Regions from separate parts of the Mus musculus genome. Here all the other regions are linked to region 6. Evidence: chromatin contacts called from public promoter capture Hi-C data. All regions are on one chromosome and are shown on one strand. Each heading gives the region's core, a stretch centred on a gene start, on an enhancer-like site or on the middle of the called end of the contact. The rest is flanking DNA. Distances are from core to core; before and after follow the strand shown.

What was found. Promoter capture Hi-C pulls out the DNA fragments that hold promoters and counts their contacts.
Region 1: a promoter capture Hi-C map of liver shows a contact between it and region 6, with 5 times the contacts expected there. The contact joins the promoter of Mtfmt here to the promoter of Herc1 in region 6. A contact is called at or near these places in 4 of 39 promoter capture datasets (frontonasal cranial neural crest, liver and pre-B cells).
Region 2: a contact with region 6 is called in a promoter capture Hi-C map of liver, with 3 times the contacts expected there. The contact joins the promoter of Rbpms2 here to the promoter of Herc1 in region 6. A contact is called at or near these places in 4 of 39 promoter capture datasets (cranial neural crest, frontonasal cranial neural crest and liver).
Region 3: a contact with region 6 is called in a promoter capture Hi-C map of second pharyngeal arch cranial neural crest. The contact joins the promoter of Oaz2 here to the promoter of Herc1 in region 6. A contact is called at or near these places in 6 of 39 promoter capture datasets (cranial neural crest, frontonasal cranial neural crest, liver and 3 more) and 1 of 9 other capture datasets (pancreatic islet).
Region 4: a contact with region 6 is called in a promoter capture Hi-C map of erythroid cells, with 3 times the contacts expected there. The contact joins the promoter of Rps27l here to the promoter of Herc1 in region 6. A contact is called at or near these places in 3 of 39 promoter capture datasets (cranial neural crest, erythroid cells and pre-B cells), 2 of 484 Hi-C or Micro-C datasets (CD4 T cells and cardiomyocytes) and 6 of 115 datasets of contacts at active chromatin or transcription factors (bone marrow-derived macrophages, embryonic stem cells, large pre-B cells and 3 more).
Region 5: a promoter capture Hi-C map of second pharyngeal arch cranial neural crest shows a contact between it and region 6. The contact joins the promoter of Spg21 here to the promoter of Herc1 in region 6. A contact is called at or near these places in 4 of 39 promoter capture datasets (cranial neural crest, maxillary cranial neural crest, pre-B cells and 1 more).
Region 7: a promoter capture Hi-C map of pre-B cells shows a contact between it and region 6. The contact joins the promoter of Lactb here to the promoter of Herc1 in region 6. A contact is called at or near these places in 15 of 39 promoter capture datasets (the 3T3-L1 cell line, 3T3-L1-derived adipocytes, the HPC-7 cell line and 8 more), 1 of 484 Hi-C or Micro-C datasets (embryonic stem cells) and 7 of 115 datasets of contacts at active chromatin or transcription factors (bone marrow-derived macrophages, embryonic stem cells, epiblast stem cells and 4 more).

What each region holds. Positions count from the first base shown.
Region 1 is chr9:65,434,489-65,437,320 of GRCm38.p6, reverse strand. Mtfmt (mitochondrial methionyl-tRNA formyltransferase) reads right to left here and starts at 1,539. Exons shown (of 9, transcript NM_027134.3): 1 at 1,314-1,539; 2 at 124-333. The coding sequence starts at 1,507.
Region 2 is chr9:65,629,157-65,631,856 of GRCm38.p6, reverse strand. Rbpms2 (RNA binding protein with multiple splicing 2) reads right to left here and starts at 1,275. Exons shown (of 8, transcript NM_028030.3): 1 at 960-1,275. The coding sequence starts at 1,028.
Region 3 is chr9:65,675,198-65,677,897 of GRCm38.p6, reverse strand. It overlaps Oaz2 (ornithine decarboxylase antizyme 2), which reads right to left and starts at 1,350. Exons shown (of 5, transcript NM_010952.3): 1 at 1,133-1,350. The coding sequence starts at 1,152.
Region 4 is chr9:66,944,790-66,947,576 of GRCm38.p6, reverse strand. It overlaps Rps27l (ribosomal protein S27-like), which reads right to left and starts at 1,491. Exons shown (of 4, transcript NM_026467.5): 1 at 1,397-1,491; 2 at 638-746. The coding sequence starts at 1,402.
Region 5 is chr9:65,459,635-65,462,334 of GRCm38.p6, reverse strand. It overlaps Spg21 (SPG21, maspardin), which reads right to left and starts at 1,398. Exons shown (of 9, transcript NM_138584.2): 1 at 1,181-1,398.
Region 6 is chr9:66,349,063-66,351,904 of GRCm38.p6, reverse strand. It overlaps Herc1 (HECT and RLD domain containing E3 ubiquitin protein ligase family member 1), which reads right to left and starts at 1,455. Exons shown (of 78, transcript NM_145617.3): 1 at 1,284-1,455. It overlaps Gm30447, which reads left to right. Exons shown (of 2, transcript XM_006511600.4): 1 at 1-1,284; 2 at 1,387-1,580. The coding sequence starts at 834. The coding sequence ends at 1,562.
Region 7 is chr9:66,974,128-66,976,827 of GRCm38.p6, reverse strand. Lactb (lactamase, beta) reads left to right here and starts at 1,344. Exons shown (of 6, transcript NM_030717.1): 1 at 1,344-1,787; 2 at 2,044-2,110. The coding sequence starts at 1,437.

The DNA.
Region 1 (2,832 bases), core at 290-2,789, 910 kb after region 6:
ATGGAGAAAGAAAAGAAAGAAAGAAAACAAACAAACAGTTTAAATTATGGCATTTTAGTTGCTAGACCCATTCATAAAAAAGACATGATCGCCACACTGTATTTCCTTATAAGTAAAACTTACTAGGGAAATTTAAGAATAAGAGCCTCACTCAAAAGCCGGCCAAAGGAAGCCACTACCCCAACATCATATTCTCCAGATCCCACGTCGGGCCACTCGTACACCGGGAGCTGAGACTGAATAGCATATTGCTTCACAGGTAGTCCTTTGGGGGATAGCGAAGGCACTGTGACAACCTCCAGTTTCTCAATTAACTTTTCCTCTTTGCCGTCTCTGAATCAGAAAGATTGGGGGAAAAAAAATTTGACAGTGTCAGGGCAACAGCCCAAAGCTAAACTATTTCATGCACAGCAAAGCTATTTTTATGATTAAACCCATAGTACATTTAGAGCTAAAATAATTAAGATTTTTTGCAACCAACACACAGGGTTTAAATTTAATAATTTAAAAATTAAATTGTCTTTTATTATTATTATTGTGTGCATGGTGTGGGCATGTGCTATTATTACTGTGTGCGTGTGTGCAGGCGTATGCTACAGCATGTGTGTGGAAATGAGAGGAAAACTTTCAGAAGTCAGCTCTCTTCTTACAGCATCCACAGGGTGTAGCTCACAAGGGCCTGTCACTCCAGCTCCAGGGAATGGGACACTCACTTTAGGCCTCCACAGGCACCAACACGTACATGCTCATAGACACACACACATACAAATAAAATCTCAAAGTAAAAATCTTATTTAAAAAGAAAAGTGTTTGTAGGAAGGCAGGGATGGAGGCGAGATAAGTGCCTGGAAACCAGGGACCGATAAATAACCAAATATCCTTCCAGGGAAGTGGGGCGGTAGACACAGCAGCCTTTCAGGAAAGGGTGAATTACAAATAACTTTCTTCCTAGTAGACAAGGTTAGTTAAATCGCATAAATATTATATGTATATGAAACTGTTCTAACTTAGAAATGTATTCATTTGAAAACACAGGCGTGTAAAAGGGCAAGGAAACGGAGGCCACCAACACCAGGAAGGGACGAACTTTGGAGTCACAGCCCTTTTCAGCTAACCGGCTCCGCCCACGACCCTGGGTACTGGCCGGGCCTCTCCAGGTACCGGTTCCCAGGCTCGGGGAGATGGAGGGTCTGCTGGCAGATGCTGCAGGAGCCACAGGAGCTCTGCCGGCCGGGACCCAACAGGGCGCCTTCCCGGGACCTCGCTGCCCTGGGGTCGCCACCGCGGCTCGGCGTGGGACCCTGCCCCGGTACCTGGCGGCGTGCAGCGCCCGCAGCGTTTCCCGGGCAAAGTGGTCGGTGCCGAGGAACAGCACCCGCCAAGGCGGCTTCTCGCGGACTCGGGAACCTCGGCCGTCCTTCCCGTCGAACCCGGCAGGTGCTTGACAGGAACAGCGTGGCCTCCTTCCCATCAGCCACCGACCCCAGCAGCACCGCGGAAGGAGCATCACCTCGGCCCGCAGCGGCCCACCATGCGCATGCGTGCCCATGGTGGGGGGCGGAGCAAAGAGCTCAAAGGCCCAAGCACGCGCAGACGACAAGGCGGGGCCTGCCGCTTTGGAGGCGTGGCTCAACTGAAGAACCACTAAGGAAGAAATTTGAGGGGACTTTGATGTGTATTATTCAGCCAAGCTCTTCAAAGAACACTGCAGATATATACACACAAGCAAGACACTCATATGAATAAAACAAACCTTTAAAAGAAACTATTTTTTAAAACTTTACAAATTTTTTTTTAATTTATTTTTGTTTTACGTGCTTTGGTGCTTTGCCTGCATGCATGTCTGTGTAAGAGTGTGGAATCCCCTACAACTCGAGACAGTTCTGAGCTGCCACATGGGCCTGGGAATTGAACCTGGGTCCTATGGAAGGGAAGCCAGTGCTCTTAACTGCTGAGCCATCTCTGCAACGAGGGGTCCTGTCCCTCCAGCTCCAAAGCCATGATCCTAACCATTCGACCTGAACAGCAATCTTAACTACTAAGCAACTCAGGATTTCCACACCCAATGAAACTAAGGTTTGCTCACCTGTCTGAAGTCACTTCAGGAATCCAAGACTCTTAGATTCTCAGGCCTCCCATGTGGGATGCCATAGGGAGACTGTAGGGAAACGGAGGGGTGAGGGCTATCTGCTGAAGACCTCTGAAGACCATGGTGTGCAGATAGATATGTGTTTCCAAGGTACACTGGGGTCCTTAACATGGGTCATGCTTGTGACGCTGGCTCTGGCTATAGAGCAGCATCAGGTTCCTCTCTCATCTAATTCCTGTCACATGGCCTGAAAGCCAGAGGCCCTGGAGCAGTCTTTCATTTAGTTTTGAGGATCCCTGCTTCTGTGCCCTTGAGCGTTCCATCCACCTCACATTTCCTCTCTTCCTCACTAAATGGTATCCATTTTTCAGTGCTAAGACAACACCCTCCCTGAGGCCTTGAACTCCTACCTCACAGATTCAATAATTTTTTTCTCCATGTGTCCCCTCAAAACTGAGAGCGGCTTTGTTTGCCATAGTTGTGGAAAGTTGGCCAATGTGTGCCCAGAGAGCGGCAAATTCCTTGGGCTAAGTAGAAAAGAGAGGCAAAGATTATGATGCTGCTAGCCGGTGCATCTGACCATATGAGGGAAATGAGATGTGATGCCAAGCCGTATCCTCCTCTGATCAAGTCAGTCCCAGAATCCTAACTTAGGGGAAGTGGAACATGATTCTGACACTCAAGGTGCTGTCTTTTGAATACCGACTGAAGGTGTGACCTACTGGAGCTGGAGAGACGGCTCA
Region 2 (2,700 bases), core at 26-2,525, 720 kb after region 6:
AGGGCCCTAGGGCTGGATAACTGGCCCTTGGTTTCCTGGGCAAAAGTATGCCAGGGCGGGGCAGGAAGGGTCTCTCAGCCCTGGAGTGACACAGCATACGTTAAAGAGCTCCCTAGGAGCCTAGAACCCATAGTAGTTGAGCCGGCCTGCCTAGTTTCCACTCGAAGTTACCTTAAAGGTTTTTTATCCCCCACAAGTACGTCGTCCTCACCAGGCGATAAAACCACGAGCAGTGATGATTCCTTGACGCGGTCTCATAACCTCTTTTTCTGCATAGGGCAGCTGGACAAGATTATGTCACCTCTCCTTGGAAGATCCCACCCTGGCCAGTGTGGGGTACTGGCTTGGCTACTAGGTCAAAGGGCGAGAACAGGGGATACTCAAGGCTTCTAACTTCTCTCTTTTCCGACTTTAATTAAATTGCCGGCTCAACTCTCTGAAGAAGCCCAAGTTCTGAGACAGGGCGAAAAGCCCGCCTGCCCACTGAGACCACAGCTCTAACCTAAGCGCAGGGCAGCCGGCCAGGCCTCCAAGGTCACGGGGAGGGGGCGAGGTGGAAAGGCTGGAGGGTGAGCCAGCTTCCCGCACCCACCGGGATAATCCCTCTCAGCTCCTTACAGTCGGGGCGGAGGTCCAGGCCACCCAGGAGGCGCGCCTCAGGCGAAGCGTAAGCCCCACCGGGCTTGGGGAAGGAGGGCAGCGGGAGTAGGACCTCCGCGGCGCCCCGAGCCCACCACGGGGACGCGCGCCCTCCTCGAGCCCCGGAGGGCGGGGAGACAATGCCGGCCCCGCCGGGCTAGTTCAGGCCGCACGCCTCCGCCCGCTGGACATGGGCTGCTCCTCCCCAGGGCGAAGGGCAGCGGAGGGAAGGCGCCAGGAGCGGTGGCCCGCAGGACCTCGCGCCGCCCGCGGCCCCGCGTGCACCTCACGCGCGCCGGCTCCCGCGGCCGCACACCCACCTCCTCCTCCAGCGGGCTGCCGGTGCCCGCGCCCGTGCAGTGCTCGACGTCCGGCTTCAGGTTGCTCATGGTGAGGGGGGACGCGGAGAGGGAAGCGGGACGCTCTGTCCCGTGGTGGGCAGGGGCACGGCGAGCCGTGCGCCCCCGAGGAGAGTGCGAGCTGGTGAGGAAAGCGGCTGCTGCCGCGTCAGGCTACGGAGAAAGGAAAGGGGGGGGGGATCACATTAAGTTTGGCGGGTGCGGGAGGCGGCCGGAGGGGCAAGGCACCGGGAACCCGAGGGAGCGGAGCCCGTGCGGCCACCGCCTCCGGCTTTTCAGGGCGGCCCGCGAGTGCGCTCGCGGCGGCGGGGGGCGGGCGCCGGAGGAGGGGGCGGGCGCCGGAACCGGCCTCAGCTGGGGCCCGGCCCGCCCCTCCCCCGCCCCGCCCCCGCCCCGCGCGCGGTCTCCGGGGGAACGCGCAGCCAATCCCCGCAGCCCAGTGCGGGCTCGCCCCGGCCCCGGCCCGGTCCCCAGCCCCGGCCCGGGCCGCGACGCTCCGGCCTTTCTGCCTTCCTTGGCTCCGGCGTTTTCCCGACTCCGCTTCCTTGGTCGACCCCCACCCCCTTCTCCCTTTCTCTCCCCGACTCGGCTCCCTTGCACCCCACCGTTCCCTTCTCCCAGACAAGTTTTTTAAACTTTGATGAACTCTCTCAGAGAACTTTTCTTAAAGGAGCCGCGCGGGCTTGGGTGGAGCTTGAGGTGACCCGCACGTTGCATCCCCAGCCAGGGCGAGGGCGGCGGCGGCGGCAGCGGGGCTCCCGGTTTCATGCCCAGATGTGGAGGTGTAGGCTGTCGCGAGCACATCGTTCGCCCCGAATTCCTGTCGGGTCCGGGCCAGCGGTTCTCTTCGCGCGAAGCAGCCGGGGACCGGGTTTTGGGGGTGAAGGCGAGGAAGGGGTAGGGCGGCAAACACCTGATCTTGAGCAAGTCACCGAGAGTTTTTTTTTTTTTTTTTTTTTTGGCTGAGTGACCTTGAGGAAATCACTTCCCCTATCTGGCCAGAGGATTCCAGCCCAGTTGGTGGGGATTAGAATACAAATTCTTTCCTCACTCTCACAACCTCCGTCACCTCAAAAGAGGAGGTGAAGGAAGCCCAATCCTTTTTAACTTCAGGAAGGGGGGGTACCTCGACTAACCTAGAAGGTTCCGTTCGTTACCTCCACCCCGCTTTTAAGACTTCTCACGGCTCGTTCTTTTTCCGCTCCAATTCCGAACCCCAGGGTGGGGGAGGGAAGAGCCGGCTGACGCCTAGGGCGGGGTCGCCTAGACTCCCACCCAGTGGTGGCGGGGGGGGGGGGGGGGGGCGGCCTCAGGGCCGGATTTTCCCCCAGGCCGAATAAATGCTGACCAGGACGTCTCCTGCCAGCAGCCTGTAAAAAACCGGCACCTACCTGAAGTCGCACTGGAAGAGTAGCGGCCCTGACTGCCCTGCGGAGCCGCCAGAGCACTGGGGTTCTTTCGTGCGCCCCTGCCCATGGGTTCCTTTATGTGCACTGAGACATCCCAGCCGCAGTCCCCGATAATCCTTGAGCAGCCATAGCTGAGAGGAGAGCGGATTGGGCTCGGCTCAGGTGTCTCCCGGTGGGATCTACTGCCCCGACTCAAAGCACGGAACTTAAGTCTTGGTAGCGGGATTCGGGGCGTGAGGCCGCGCTCAGAGGCGGTCCAGGTGAAAAAAAGTCTTGGTTTGCAGCCCCCTTAC
Region 3 (2,700 bases), core at 101-2,600, 670 kb after region 6:
TGAAAGCCAAGATAATACATAAGCAAGTGGCATTACAAATCCTGAGGGATCAGAAAATTCTGGAATAGCTTTGGAGAAGAGCGTCTGTCTGGGACAGAAATGTGGGATATCTGAGGACATGGAAAAAGGGAGGGTAACTAAAGGGATGACTTCTGCCTACTTTGGTTGAAAGTTAAGAAACCCACACCATTTCAAAAGAATAATGCATTTCAAATCCTGGGGGAAACAGGGATTGGGTCTTGAGGTAGGTAACTTCCAAAGGCCCAGGATCTGGTTTTGGAGGCCCTGGAGTGAAATTTAAAAGGGGGTAGCACTTAATGATCTTCCCAGGAAAGGGGAGAGACTAAGTTGGGCATTGTAATGATTTTAAAGAAGGGGGGGGGCGGTAAGATGAGTACCAACTGAGACTTTGTAGTGTTTAAAGGGTAAGAGTGTGTAGAAGAGTGTTGGCAACATCATTGGAAAAACAGGCTGGAGGGCAGGAATGGACTCCATAGTGTTAGAGAAATAAAGAGTGGGGGTTCCCAGACAGGAAAATGGGGCCTACCTGGAGAAGGGTGGGGAAGAGAGTGGGACTGCACATCCCAAGGAGGTGGGAAGAGGGGGAAAGGGTTGAGTTGAGAACTGCCGGACAGAGCTTGTCTTTGGGGACAGCCAGGCAGGGCTGAGAGGAGTCTGCCTGGGAAGCAATTTTCACTAGAGAATGGATTTAAAGCGATTAAGTGACTTGTGGAGGAGTAAGAAAGATTTAGGGAAGATAAGAACCAATTCGGGGAATCTGTGGGAGAAAGCCCACAGTATGGGGGACTGGGCACCGTCCCACTGGGCTTAAGAAAACGGAGCGACTGACTGGCTATGTCCAGGTTTTTTTTTTTTTTTGGGGGGGGGGGGCTCCGGGCGAGGAGAAAACCCGGATGAGGGGGATGGGCAGGGCTGGAGGAAGGGGGCTAAAGGACGGAAGGAGGCCCGATTTCAGGACTCGGGTGGCAGTGGCTGGGATGGCGAGAGGAACAGTGGGAGCGGATGGAGCCCCCTGGGGGCTGGGGGCAGGCTGCGGGGGTGGGGGGGGGTGCGAAGGCCTCTGGAGCTGCGGAGGGAGGATGGGGGCGGGGAGCCTGCGCCGGGCCGTTACCTGTCCTGGGTGTTTATCATCCTCGGTGGCTCTGCTCAGGGTGGGAGGAGGCGGCGCGGGGAGTGGGTAGGTGGACGAGTGGGTGGGTGTGGGGTCGCGCGCGCGGGCCGGTCTCTGTGGGCTAAGTCCCTGTCAGGCCGCGGGCCGAGTGCCCTCCTCTTGCCTCAGCGAGCGCCTGCCTCCAACTGACCCTCCCCGGCCGCCGCCGCGCAACCGCCCCGCCCCCAAGTACCTCATCTGCATAGCCCCACCCAGCGCCGCTTGGTGTCCTGGGAAACTGGGGCCCACAACAAAGGGCGAAGCACCGCCCCGCCTGGGCGCAGGCGTACTAAGGGCAAGCTATCATCTCGGGAAGAGGGGCGGTAGCCAGGGAGAAGAGGGGAAAGAGGTCTCTCTCGATGCCAGGAACTCAGGTTCTGCTTGGCTAAGGCCAGTCTTCATTTCTGCTTTTGTTCTTTCTTAATCATTTATGTATGTTTATTTTTTATACACATTGGTGTTTTGCCTGCATGTATCTCTATATGAGGATGTCAGATCCCCTGGCACAGGAGTTACAGACAGTGTGACCTGCCATGTAGAGGCTGGGAATTGAACCCAAGTCCTCTGAAGACCAACCGGTGCTCTTATCCGCTGAGCCCTCTCCACTCGTTCATGTCTGCCTTTTGTTTGTTTTTTGATACAGTCTTTGTAGCTCAGGCTAGCCTCAGACTCACTGGAAGATGACTTGGAAACCCCCATCCTCCTTCCTTTACTTCCTGTCCTGCCAAGTGCTGGAAATAGTGTGCCTCACCACACTGGGCACTTGCTGCTTTTGGTGTGTGGCCAAACCGAAACCGGAGAATAGTATTTGTAAACCCATGTCACTAAACAAAACAAAATCTGAAATAGAAGAATACTCCTCATAGAGTAGCACCATTTCCAGTGTGAATCTAATCCCACAGATCTTTTCCTTCAATTCATAGTACAATGACAGTGGCTTCCAGCCAATCGGTGCAAGCTGCTTCAATCGATCATGCAAGGCACCTAGTGCACTGCCACTGTCTTACCTGGCCCTCTAATCACAGAGGCCAGGCAGCAATGTACACACACCCCCAAATCCCAGCCACACTCACAGGAGAACCCTAGTTGTCAAACCTGTGCAGTCAACTTAGACTGCAGTCAGTAGAGACTGTGTAAGCCTTTATCTATCTTAGCACCCAGGAAGCAGGGGCAGGTGAGGCTCTGTGAGTTGAAGGCCAGCTTGTAGTACGCAGGCAACAAGTTCCAGGCTGCTTAGTGTAACATGGTGAGACCCTATCTTGGGGGTGGGGGAGGGAGGGGAGAGAGAGAGAGAGAGAGAGAGAGAGAGAGAGAGAGAGAGAGAGAGAGAGGTGGGGCAGAGGGAAAGGGAGAGGATGCACTCTCAGACCACAGTGGTCACCTCAAATCATCCGTTCATTTAGTCAAAGTTCAGTAAATAGCTACATACTATGTGCTTCTAGCATGGGCAGGAATCCAGGAAGCTTCCACAATGGGCCAGGCAATGTACCTACCTTGGATGTCACAATCTGTCCAGAGAGAGAGGCCAT
Region 4 (2,787 bases), core at 242-2,741, 600 kb before region 6:
AAGGAAGGGGAACCATACATTAAAAACTTGAAAAGCAGATGAAAACACAGCCCCAGCTCTTCATTTTTCTTGATAGCATGTAAAGTACTTGTCATTTATATATTAAGTGATGTTTTAACAGAACTTAAGTTTAACAGAATTTCCTGTAAATTCTGTAAACAATAATTATTCTAGAAGTCACTTGTTTTTTTTAAGGTGAAACATTAAATTTAGTATTCCAGAACCGTTAACATTTCAGCATGTAACAGACATGTCATCTGTTTCAAGTTATAGCTTCAGTGTAGTGTTTTACTCTTAAATTCTGTTTCCATTTCCACATGTTAAGTACTAAACAGACACATATGGTATAGCAAACACATCAGACAGCAGTTTGAGAATGAAGAATCAACATATATTTTATTTGCATTGCAAAAAAGAAAATTCATCATCTTAATGATCATCTTAAGTTAAAGACTTAAGTCAACGTATCCTTTACCTGGCTCCCATATGTTTCTACAAAGGTTTGAGTATGTTTCTTTAAAATGACCCTTATGACAATTCTGTAATGTCATTTCTAGTCAACAGTGGATCCTGACTTATTAAAGTGTGAATCTTTCCTGAAACGTCCTTTAGGACAGGGAAATTTGAAATTTTATACCTGGACATTTCACATCCATGAAGTAAGAATTTGGGCTCTGAACCAGCCGTTTCTTCTTATGTTTTTTCTTCTCCTCCTCCAAGGAAGGGTGTAACAGATCTCTAGCCAGCTGTGGAAGGAAACATATTGTTACTACTGGAGTCACAGTACACGGGTGGCAGCCCGAATCACACGAGGAACGCAAAGCAGGAGCAACAGGCACACTCCGCAGAGGGGGTACTTAAGACCCTAACTTTTCAAGATAGGACCACTTTCACCCACACGTTGCCAGTCCTTTCCTGGCACTTTACAGCGCTCGGGCAGCATATGGGAGAGAGAACCCCTTTGTCGTTTGGCTGGGTAGCCATCAAAGCTAAGTAAAAACCAGCGTCTGGCTCGGGCCTCCCCGAAGCCGCAGCGCAGCAGATCAGAACAAGGCCGGGATGACCTCAGCCCCGGGGCTCCACATCCAATGGCCAGCACAGGGCTGCGGCATGCTCGCCCGGGGTGGAGTGAACGTGTCGGAAGCTGCGAGGCCCGTTAGTGACCCTGAAGCCCATGGTGAGCTGGGAGCTGCACCCCACGGGCTGGCCACTCACGCGAGCCCGGACAGGGCCCGCCACGCCATGCCGCGCCGTGTCGCCCGGACAAGTCTCAACAAGCCCGCCATGCCTCGGCCCGCAGGAGCAAGAGACGCCGCGGGCTTAGCCGCCTGCCGAGGCGCCAGACTAACAGAAAGCCTGAAGGAAAGCAAGCCCGAGCCCAAAGTCAAAAACTTACGGGCATGGTGACGGCTCCGCAAGCGCGGCCGCTCCAGGTCGCCGAGACGAACTGCTCGCTTTCGAGCGCCCCTCAGCAACTTCCGGGATAGAGGCGGCGGGGAGGAGTGGAGAGGAGTGGAGGCGGGGGCGACCGCTCTAGGCTCCCGTCTCAGTGGTACGGCTCCCGCCCTGACCGCCGGGCCAAGTCCAATGAGGGACATTTAAATGGCTTCTGCGTTAAACTCCGACTCCGCCCTGCACCCAGGCCGGGCTTCGGAGGCCCGGGCATTAGGCATTAGAGGGAAACCAGACCCGAGGCTGCAACTAGCCTGGTCTCCCCTGTTCATTGTGCGGGGCAGCGGACAGGGGGACACACGGAACAATAATCTTTGTTCTTCGCTGTATTACAAACACCATAGGCGAGCCTGGGAGGGGGCTGGCTCAGCGCTTAAGAGTGTGTGTTGGTTAAGACTGTGTACTGCTCCCGCAGACGATCTGGGTTTGGTTTTCAGAACCGAGCTGGGCGGTTCGAAACTGCCTCAAACTCAACTCCAGGGAGATCTGCAGGTCTTTTCTGATCTCTATGGCACTGCACTCCCTATGCGCGCGCGCGCACACACACACTCATAATTAAATTTAAAAATCTGATTTTGGGGTTGGAGGTGTAGCTCAGCTAATAGCATGCTTGCCTTGCCTTCATGAAGCCTTAGGTTAAATCCCTAACACCACTAAATAAATAATTTTTAACTAGAAAGATCCCACTGACGGGTTGTGAAACAAACTTCTAGTCTTGTGTCTGTGCCTTCTAAGGAGTGAGACTTGAAGTTCTGCACCGGATAGGCTTCACCTCCGGTTTGCTTTGCTCTGAAATAGTTTTTTAAACAAATCCCATTTGCTGCTGTGTTTGATATGCCTCTGTCTCAGAAAACGTGGTAGGTGGCACCTAAGAAAGAAACCTGATATTGACCCCCTGGCTTAAACACACACACATACACCATTTATAAGCTTGACCCTAAGACTGTCCTACCAATTTGGGGAAAAAAAAAAGATGTATAATACTCAATTTGCATAAAGCAGAAGAAAATTAAAACACCGCATTCCCTCATGGAGGAGTGCTCACCCAGTAAGTAAGAAACCCCGAGTTTGATTTCCAGCACTGGATACATCTAGGGGTATGGGGCACACTTATTATAATCCAGCACTTGGGGTTTAGGCAGGAGGGTTGGAAATTCAAGATCATCTTCAGCCATATGGGGCCATCTCTGGAACACCAAAAATGAATAAACTGTAAGTCAATACTAAATATGGTGATATAGATAACTATGTAAATTATTATGTGTGTACGGGGAAAATAATGGTCCTAGAAGTTCCAATGTCTCAATGTCCATGGTCTGTGGTTACTTGACGAGT
Region 5 (2,700 bases), core at 149-2,648, 890 kb after region 6:
ACCCCTCCTCCCGCTGGCCAGGATGCTAAGGCTCCCCAGCTCTTCTTGGACCTTGCGTTGCTGGACAGTAAGTTGGCTAGTTGTGAGAGAGCATGTACTTGGCCTTCAGAGTTTCAACAGAACCTGCAGTTCATAGCTGAGGAAATCGCCTCTACAAATGTTTAACACACGGTCAGTCACATATTGCTGGTCCTTTATCTCAATGTATAGGTGTCTTATATAGGGACAATCTGTGGTTGTTAATACAACCAATTAAAAAGGTTATTAGAACTAGAGAGCCTCTAGGTGACATAACTATGGTTCTCGGTGTTGGGGAACGCTCACCATGGGCTTTTACCACTGAACTACACCTAAGGCCCTGCGGCGGGCTGTTCACTACACATCTTCATCCTTCACCACACCTATATGTATTAAATAGCCATCTTTTTGGAGATTTCTTCAGGTAAGATTTATCCTTTCTCCAGGAACCTATCCACTTCTCTCTAAATATCATGAGAGGAGACGCTGCCCGCACATCTTTCTCTCTGACCACTCGTTTCAAGGTTCTGGTGTAAAATCTTTTTGAAAACTCATACACAGCTATTAGACGGCTTCCCAATGTGCAGAATCCTTGCAAAAAGAGAAGCTAGACCACTGCAGATGGAGACAAAACAACATCAGCCCCTAACTTCTAACTCCCTGGGAAAAGAAGAAAAAAGGGGGGGGGGGTTTCTCTCGCCCTGCTACACTCTTCATGACTCTTTCACAGGCCTCACACCTAGTCTGAGGTAGGATCTTTAAAACAACTCTACTCGCAGCCCTTAAAAGTTGACTGAAACCAAAATGCTCCTGAATTTCTGCCCCAGGATGGGTGGCTCAAGAAAATGAGGATGTCTGACTAAGGATTTTGGGCACCAATCGCCATAGGGGCCGCCCTGGGTTCCACCAGTTCAGAAACAACAACAATCCGCAATGAACCGAGGCTGAACCTTAGACAGACCCACAGGCACAATCGGACACACACAGGCGCCCGCGAGAGCGCACCACACGCACACACAGAGATATGGATCACGTGCATGGTCACAAGGACCTGCCCACTCGTGAACTCTGCTCGTAAGTCACGCATGCTCGATACACGCCCACCTACAACCCTACACGCACCACACACCCACACTCTTGCTTTCCAGGGCCTGCCCCTCACCTGCCGTGGCCGCTCCCGCGTCCCTTTCTTTCCAGCCTAGACGGATCTTCGCCCCGATTTGGGCGCAGAGGATGGAGTCGGCGGGGCGCGGACTGGACCGGCGGCCGCAGATCAGGAGCCCCGCGGGAGCAGCGGGCAGAGGGGGCGCGCGGCCGAGCAGCCAGAGGCCACCGCCTCCCAGCTTTGGTACTGCGAGCTCCCCGGGCGCGCCTCCCGCTTCCGGGTTCCGAGGAGGCGGGACCAGATGGCGAGGAAGGGGCGGGGCTCTGGTGGTTACTATGGCGACGGGGCTGGCAAGGGAGGCCCTGTTCTGAGATTTGCGGTGTCCTAGAGGCTGTGGAGGCTGGTGGTGGATAAGGGTCAGTTCTTGGTCACTTCTGACAGGAGCATGGAGGAGGAAGTGAAAAATCTAGGCTGTAGGCCCCGGGGATGTGCTTCTGACTTCGGTTTTTAGGCGTCTTCATGCTTTGGTGGGGAGACACTTTTGGTCCATAGCTTTGGTGAATAGGCCTTGACATAGTCTTTTTAAAACATTAGTATATATCAGTTCATTACAATGGCTTAATTAGGACATTTTGATACCTATATAAAGAATTTGGATCATCACCCTCCCTTAGTCTCTGCCTCCCATGTCCCATTCCCCTTCAGCCTCCCAACTGCATATGCTTTCTCAGCAAAATTGTTTTTACCTTTTGTATAGACGCTGTCCTCTGACCTCCTTTCAAAGCCTTGTCTCCTTTTATGGCTTTGTGCTGATGTTGAGGGGGTATACTCAGCGCTGGTTTGCCCTCTTCTGTCAGGCACAGTCTAGTCACTGTTCTTACGAGAGATGTGGCAGATGCCACAACACCTTTCAGTTAGCTTACAGCTTTGCTCTGAAATAATGCATAATAATATTGAGTGACCTGTCAATCTTGTTTGAAAATTTGTAAGGTTCCTAAAGCAAGATCCTAATGTTTTAGGGACTTTTAAAAATATTTTTTATTATTATTACTTTTAATCGTGTGTGTGTTTGTGGGAGAGAGAATATATGGTGCACATGAGTGTAGTTTATAAGGAGGGCAGAGGAGGATCCTAGAGCTGGCATTACAAGTGTTTGTGAGTTGCCTAACACGGGTGTAAAAGTAATATGTATTCTTAACCTCTGAGCAATCTCTCAGCCCCCACGTGTGTGTGTGTGTGTGTGCGTGTCCCTGTGCCTGTGCATGTACGTGTGCGTGTGTGTGTGTGCGTGTGCCTGTACGTGTGTGTGTGCGTGTGTGTGTGTGTGTGTGTACGTGTGTGTGTTGATGCCTGCTGAGGCCAGCTTTGGACCCCCTGGAGCTGGAACTGCAGATGATTAAGATGGATCAAGCCTGACTGGGTACTAGGAACTCAGCTTTGGTCCTCTGGAAGAGCAGTAAGTTTGTTAACCACCAAACCATCTCTCCAGGCCTAGAGAGCACAGACGAAAACAATGACTCAAAAAAACAAAAACAAAACCACAAAACAACCAAACACTGATCTATGGCTCAGGAGTC
Region 6 (2,842 bases), core at 206-2,705:
GGCACATCACCATCAATTTTTTAAAAACTTTGAAGCTTACTTTCTCCTCATCGCAATTAATTTTTCTTTTCTTTATATAAACACCGGCCCGATTTAGAGGACTCATCACACAAAAAAAGAAAAACTATAAAAATAACTCAGATATTATATCCAAAAAGAACAATGTTAAGGTTTGACTTTTAAAGCTATTTGAGCAACAATCATTTTGAAAGAAGACACAATGAAATATGGTGACGGCTGGGAACAGCCAATGATAATGAACAAGTAACCCGGCTTAATCAAGTGGGCCAAAGGAATGGTTCAAATAAAACAAATCATTTTGGGAACATACATAAAATAAGGAAGTACCATTCAAGGACAAGCTAGGTACTCTTAAAAAACAAAAGAGTCTGTTAGAAATATATCAAAATATTAACAGTGAAATGCTATCTCTGGAGATGGGTTATTAATTCGTTGGAATTTATCACTCTTGATTACCTATACACCTTCAAGGTATTACACACATTTTTAAAACTAACGCAAATGGAGATTTTTGTCCCTGTGCTTCACAGCTACCATACACATGCATGCATAGTACATACATACATACATACATACATACATCGCGTCTTTACATAACCTCCTGGGAGAGGTAGGTACCAAGCTTCTGTCCTCGTGTCTCCTGGGAACCTGCCACCCATCACTGTTCCCAGGGTTAGCTCCTGTCATCACCACCATCCACCTCTCACCCTGGAGACTACACAACTGTCGCCTCGTCTCCGCTCCAGGTAGCAAGGGCTTTAGAAATTGTTATTTTATCCGAAGAGAGATTCAGAGAAAGGTTTACCGAAAGGATGAGCAGCCCCCACCCAAAAGCGCAGACGAGGAGAAAGACGCACGGTCTCAACCTCCACCCCTCCGAAGTCGGCCGGCGACAGGGAGCACCGGAGTCGCGACTCTCCTCAAGAGGAAGAGATGGGAGAGCCGCTCCCCAGTCCCAGTCCCAGCTAAGAGAGACGCGCTCGATAGCGGATAAAGGGGAGAAGGTCACAGACGCGACCCCTGAGGCGCTGAGGGGCGCAGACTGCAAGCTTATTCAGGGGCGGGTCCCTCCCTCCGGCAGGTGGCTCGGCTTCCAACAGGCTTCCAGGGGGCCAGGGGTTCCTCGGGCCTCCGCCCGCCGTCCACCCGGAGCCAGCAGTCCCGCTCGGCGGGCGGCCCCGGAACGGCCCCGAGCGGCTCGGCCGGGCCAGCCGATCACACACTCGGGAGGTCACGATGGCGAAAGAGAACGTGTTACCTACCGTACGTGGGTCGGGAGCTGGCGGCGATGGGGTGCGGCTCCAGCACCCGGCACCCGGCTGGCCAGCGGCCGCGCTAGCCGCGTCCTTTATATTTTTGCTGCAGCGGCGGCGACTTGTCAAAGGGAAAGACGTAAGAGGCGGCGGCGGCAGCGGCGGCAGCGACGGCGGCAGCGGCAGCGGCAGGCGAGTCTCGCGGGACTTATGAGGGAACTCTCGCGAGATCAGAAGCGCTGGTCCTGCCTCCTCCGGGCCTCGCGCGGGAGGTGGGAGGCAACCTGAGAGGAAAAGGGAGAGAAGATGCCGGCTTAGGCAGTGATGGGAAAGCGATGAGTACATCGCCGGCCGGGAGACCCTTCCTGTGAGGGTACTGGGGACACTCTACCGCCCCATGTCTCTTAACCGCTGGGTCCTCGCGGAGTCACGTGTGCCCGTAGGGAACTATCAATTGGGGGCATTTCACAAAGGGCGCTGAAGGATCAGGCGAGCGTGGATGTGTTCAGGATGAGTACGGGACAGTCTGCAAGAGGATCGGGGTCCGAATGCTGCCGAGGCCTCGGGGCTGCCGAGGACCGAGAGAAAAAGCTGCGGCCGGCCACACCCCTTTATCTCGGCTGCTTGCCGGGCGCTCTACTCCCTTTATCTCCCATCACAGTCTGCCCTTAACCTTGTGGCTGGTTAAGTTTACGCCCAAGCAAGTGTTTAAGTTGACCAACTTCTGCCCTGTCTGAGGAACACGGGAGGATTGACCTTTAGTACAGGTCTTGACCCTGACCTATACAGTGATGCACTCTGAGGAAGAACACTAACTTGGTCATCTAGCCCAACGTCTAGCATAGATGTAGGCGCTCAAATGTTGAATTGATATTGTTGAATGCCTCTGTACTTAAGGACTCCCAATCTCACCACTGTAGCCACCTTCAGCAAAAGGTTTTTCTGGAGAGAGAGCGGTTAAGAGGGCTATCTCTTACAGAGTGACTTGGCTTCACTTCACTTCAGGATGTCCAAAACCACTTGTAACTTCAACACTCACTTCTGAACGCTACAAGAACCTGCACTCGCGTTAACATACCCACACATACACATGAATTTGTTTTTGTTTTCAAGACAGGGTTTCTCTGCATCGCCCTGGCTGTCCTGGAACTCTCTGAAGACCAGGCTTTTTCCTGATTCTGCTCCAGAGTGCTGGGACTAAAGGCTTTTGGGGAAGGGGGGACGTTATAAATAAAATCTTTTTAAAAAATTCTTGTGCTAAAGACATAAACATACATGGTATAAGCAGCTGGGTGGGGTGGCAATCTCTGTGAGCTTGAGGCCAGTTTGGTCCACATACTGAGTTCCTCCCCTTTGGTTCAATTGGAAATGTGTATCATACAAATTTAGCCTAAGACAAAAGCTACTCTCAGCTTTGTGTGTGACTTGGAATGGCTTGCTTGGCTTCCCTGGACCTCAGTTCCTAATCTGTTCATTTAGAATATTAGTTATTATGACAGGGTTCCTCCTTAGAGGAGTATAGATAATGAGATAATCACTAAATAGAACTTCTAATGGTGCATATAAAC
Region 7 (2,700 bases), core at 95-2,594, 630 kb before region 6:
TTATGACGTGAGGCTCCTACCCTCTGCCACAGACTGGGGGACAGGAGCTCTGTTTTCCAGTGGTGGTTGGAACAAACAGTAACTGCGTTTGGAAACTCTGATCTTTCTCAGGCAGGTATTTTGAAGAAAGATAGGGTCACTCTAGCAACGCAGCCTTGAGCTGTGAGAAACTGTGGAAGAGTTTCCTACTCAGGAAGAGAACTGAGAGTAGCCTGGCTAGAGTTTGCTTCAGAGAACAGGACTGGGTGTGGAAGGGCAGCTGTAGCGCCCAGTGGACCCTGGCCATGTAATAATACTAGCTGCAGCTGCATCCATCGCACCACTGGGAAGCTGATTCACCGCCCACGCCTCTGATCGTAGAACCCTTCAAACCCTCTGACAAGAGAGGAAGGCTGAGAAGGTACATTTCTGGGCCATCACCTGACAACTCTGTAGATTTAGACAAATCCCTTAGCCTCCCTTTACTCCAGTTTCCTCATGGAACTGATGTCAGACAACACAACCAATCTCCAGAGCAGTTACGATGATTAATGTTTGCTAGAATGATTGTCACTGGGCAGGAAGGCGAGTCAAGACATAAAATTCTCCTAAAAGAATGAAAAAAACCCACATCAGGTTTGCTTTTTCCCACTTTTGTGTGTGTGCATGTATATACATGCATATTAGCATTTGCCTGAGAACGTCCCAGACTATGTTGGAAACCATCTATAATTGCGCTTCTAACTTTGGATTGAGGCTGGGTTTCTCAATCCGTTACAGGTAGGCGCCATGCCCACTGGGCATTTTCACCCGGATACTGGGGATTTGAATTCCAGTCCTTGTGTTTGCATGGCAAGTGTTTTAACCACTGTGCATCTCAGTCAAACAAAGGGGCGAGTGTTGTTAACATAGGCATAAGGTGGCAAGAGGGTGTTGCTGTGACAGGAGACTTGTCTAAGGATATCATGTGTGTTGTGAGAGAGAAGAAGCATGGAAAAGGAGAGAGATGAGGAGGAGAAAAGGAAAAGAGAGGCTTGAGGGACAGGTAGAAACTAAAGTGGGAAGGAGAAAGAGGAGAGAATCAGAAATAAAGAGAGGGAAAGAGAAAAGAGGATAGAGGGAGGAATGTGGGATGCGAGAGAAAAAGAAAACAAGAGAGGGAGGTTAGAGCTAAAGGGAGAGAAGAGAGAGGAAAAGGAGAAGATAAAAGAAGGAAGAAAGATATGAAAAAGAGGGAGGGAAAAGAAAGCAAGAAAAGGAGGGGTGGAACCAAAGAGGATTAGTAGCCAGAAGGCTAGAAAGGAGACGAGGACCAGGCGCTCGATGCGCTCGTCGCTCACCCACCCGGCCTTGACTGAGAGGTACTGTAAAGCCCCGCCTCAGCCCCGCCCCCTCGTCCCGCCCGCCGCGGGCCAAGCCGGAGCAAGCTAGGAGGCAGCCGGCTCTGCGGAGGCAACATGTACCGGCTCCTGTCAAGCGTGACAGCTCGGGCTGCGGCCACCGCAGGCCCAGCCTGGGACGGAGGGCGGCGCGGGGCGCACAGGCGACCGGGCCTGCCTGTGCTGGGCCTTGGTTGGGCCGGCGGCCTGGGGCTCGGGCTGGGGCTGGCTCTCGGCGCGAAGCTGGTGGTCGGGCTGCGGGGCGCCGTCCCCATTCAGTCCCCCGCGGACCCCGAGGCGTCCGGCACTACCGAGTTATCGCACGAGCAGGCCCTGAGCCCGGGGAGCCCGCACACGCCTGCGCCGCCAGCAGCCAGGGGCTTCTCCAGAGCCATCGAGAGCAGCCGCGATCTGCTACACCGGATCAAGGTGCGGGCCCAGTGGGCGTCAGGGCGGCGGCTTCCGTTTTTCTGACTGCCTGGCCGCGGGCTGACGCTCTTAGGGCTGCTCAAGTAGCAGCTGAGGTCACCGGTCGCGGAGGGGCCCGCCCCTTCCCCTTTAGAGTCCTGTGCACTCCGACGGCCAGGGCAATCGGAGCAGAACCATTGCCCTCCTGGTGGGCGGGACCGCAGAGTGGGCGGAGTCAGTCTACTTTTGAACCACCAGGGTCTTTCTTTTCTCTTAGGATGAGGTTGGTGCCCCCGGCATCGTGGTTGGAGTTTCTGTAGATGGAAAAGAAGTCTGGTCAGAAGGTGAGTTCAGCAGGTAGCCCATTTTGTTATTGGTAAAATAAAATACTGATGTTTTACAGGTTGGAGTTGCAAAAAGTGGCACATTTGTAGAGACAATGTATCCCTAGAATAATCAGGCTGTTTTATTTATCACTGGAAAGTTTAAAATGTAACTAACTGGGCTAGGAGTATAGCTCAGTGGAAGCTCACTTGCTTAGCCTCCATGTGTGAGGGCAAAATAAAGTAAATAATTAAATTGTGTGACTCAAGTACGTGGATGTGTTCAAAATGCTGTTTCTTCTCCCAGTTTACTCTTAAGAATTGGTCTGAAAATGGAATGTAGAACAATCCATTAAATTACCACTATTACATATTAGATAACCCTTATTAGTAACTAAAATGTCAGTTTCTGCATATTTTTATTCTTTCATTCTGTAATTTTTTTATTCCCCACTTCTGTAAAAGGCACTATACCAAGTATTAAGAATACATGATATCCCTGGTCCTTAATGATTTACAGTTTATTATTACATTTACTAGACAGAGTGTTACCTGTTTTGTTTTTAACGACAAGCTTGAAGTGGTTTGGGATGGAGCTCAGTTGGTGCTTG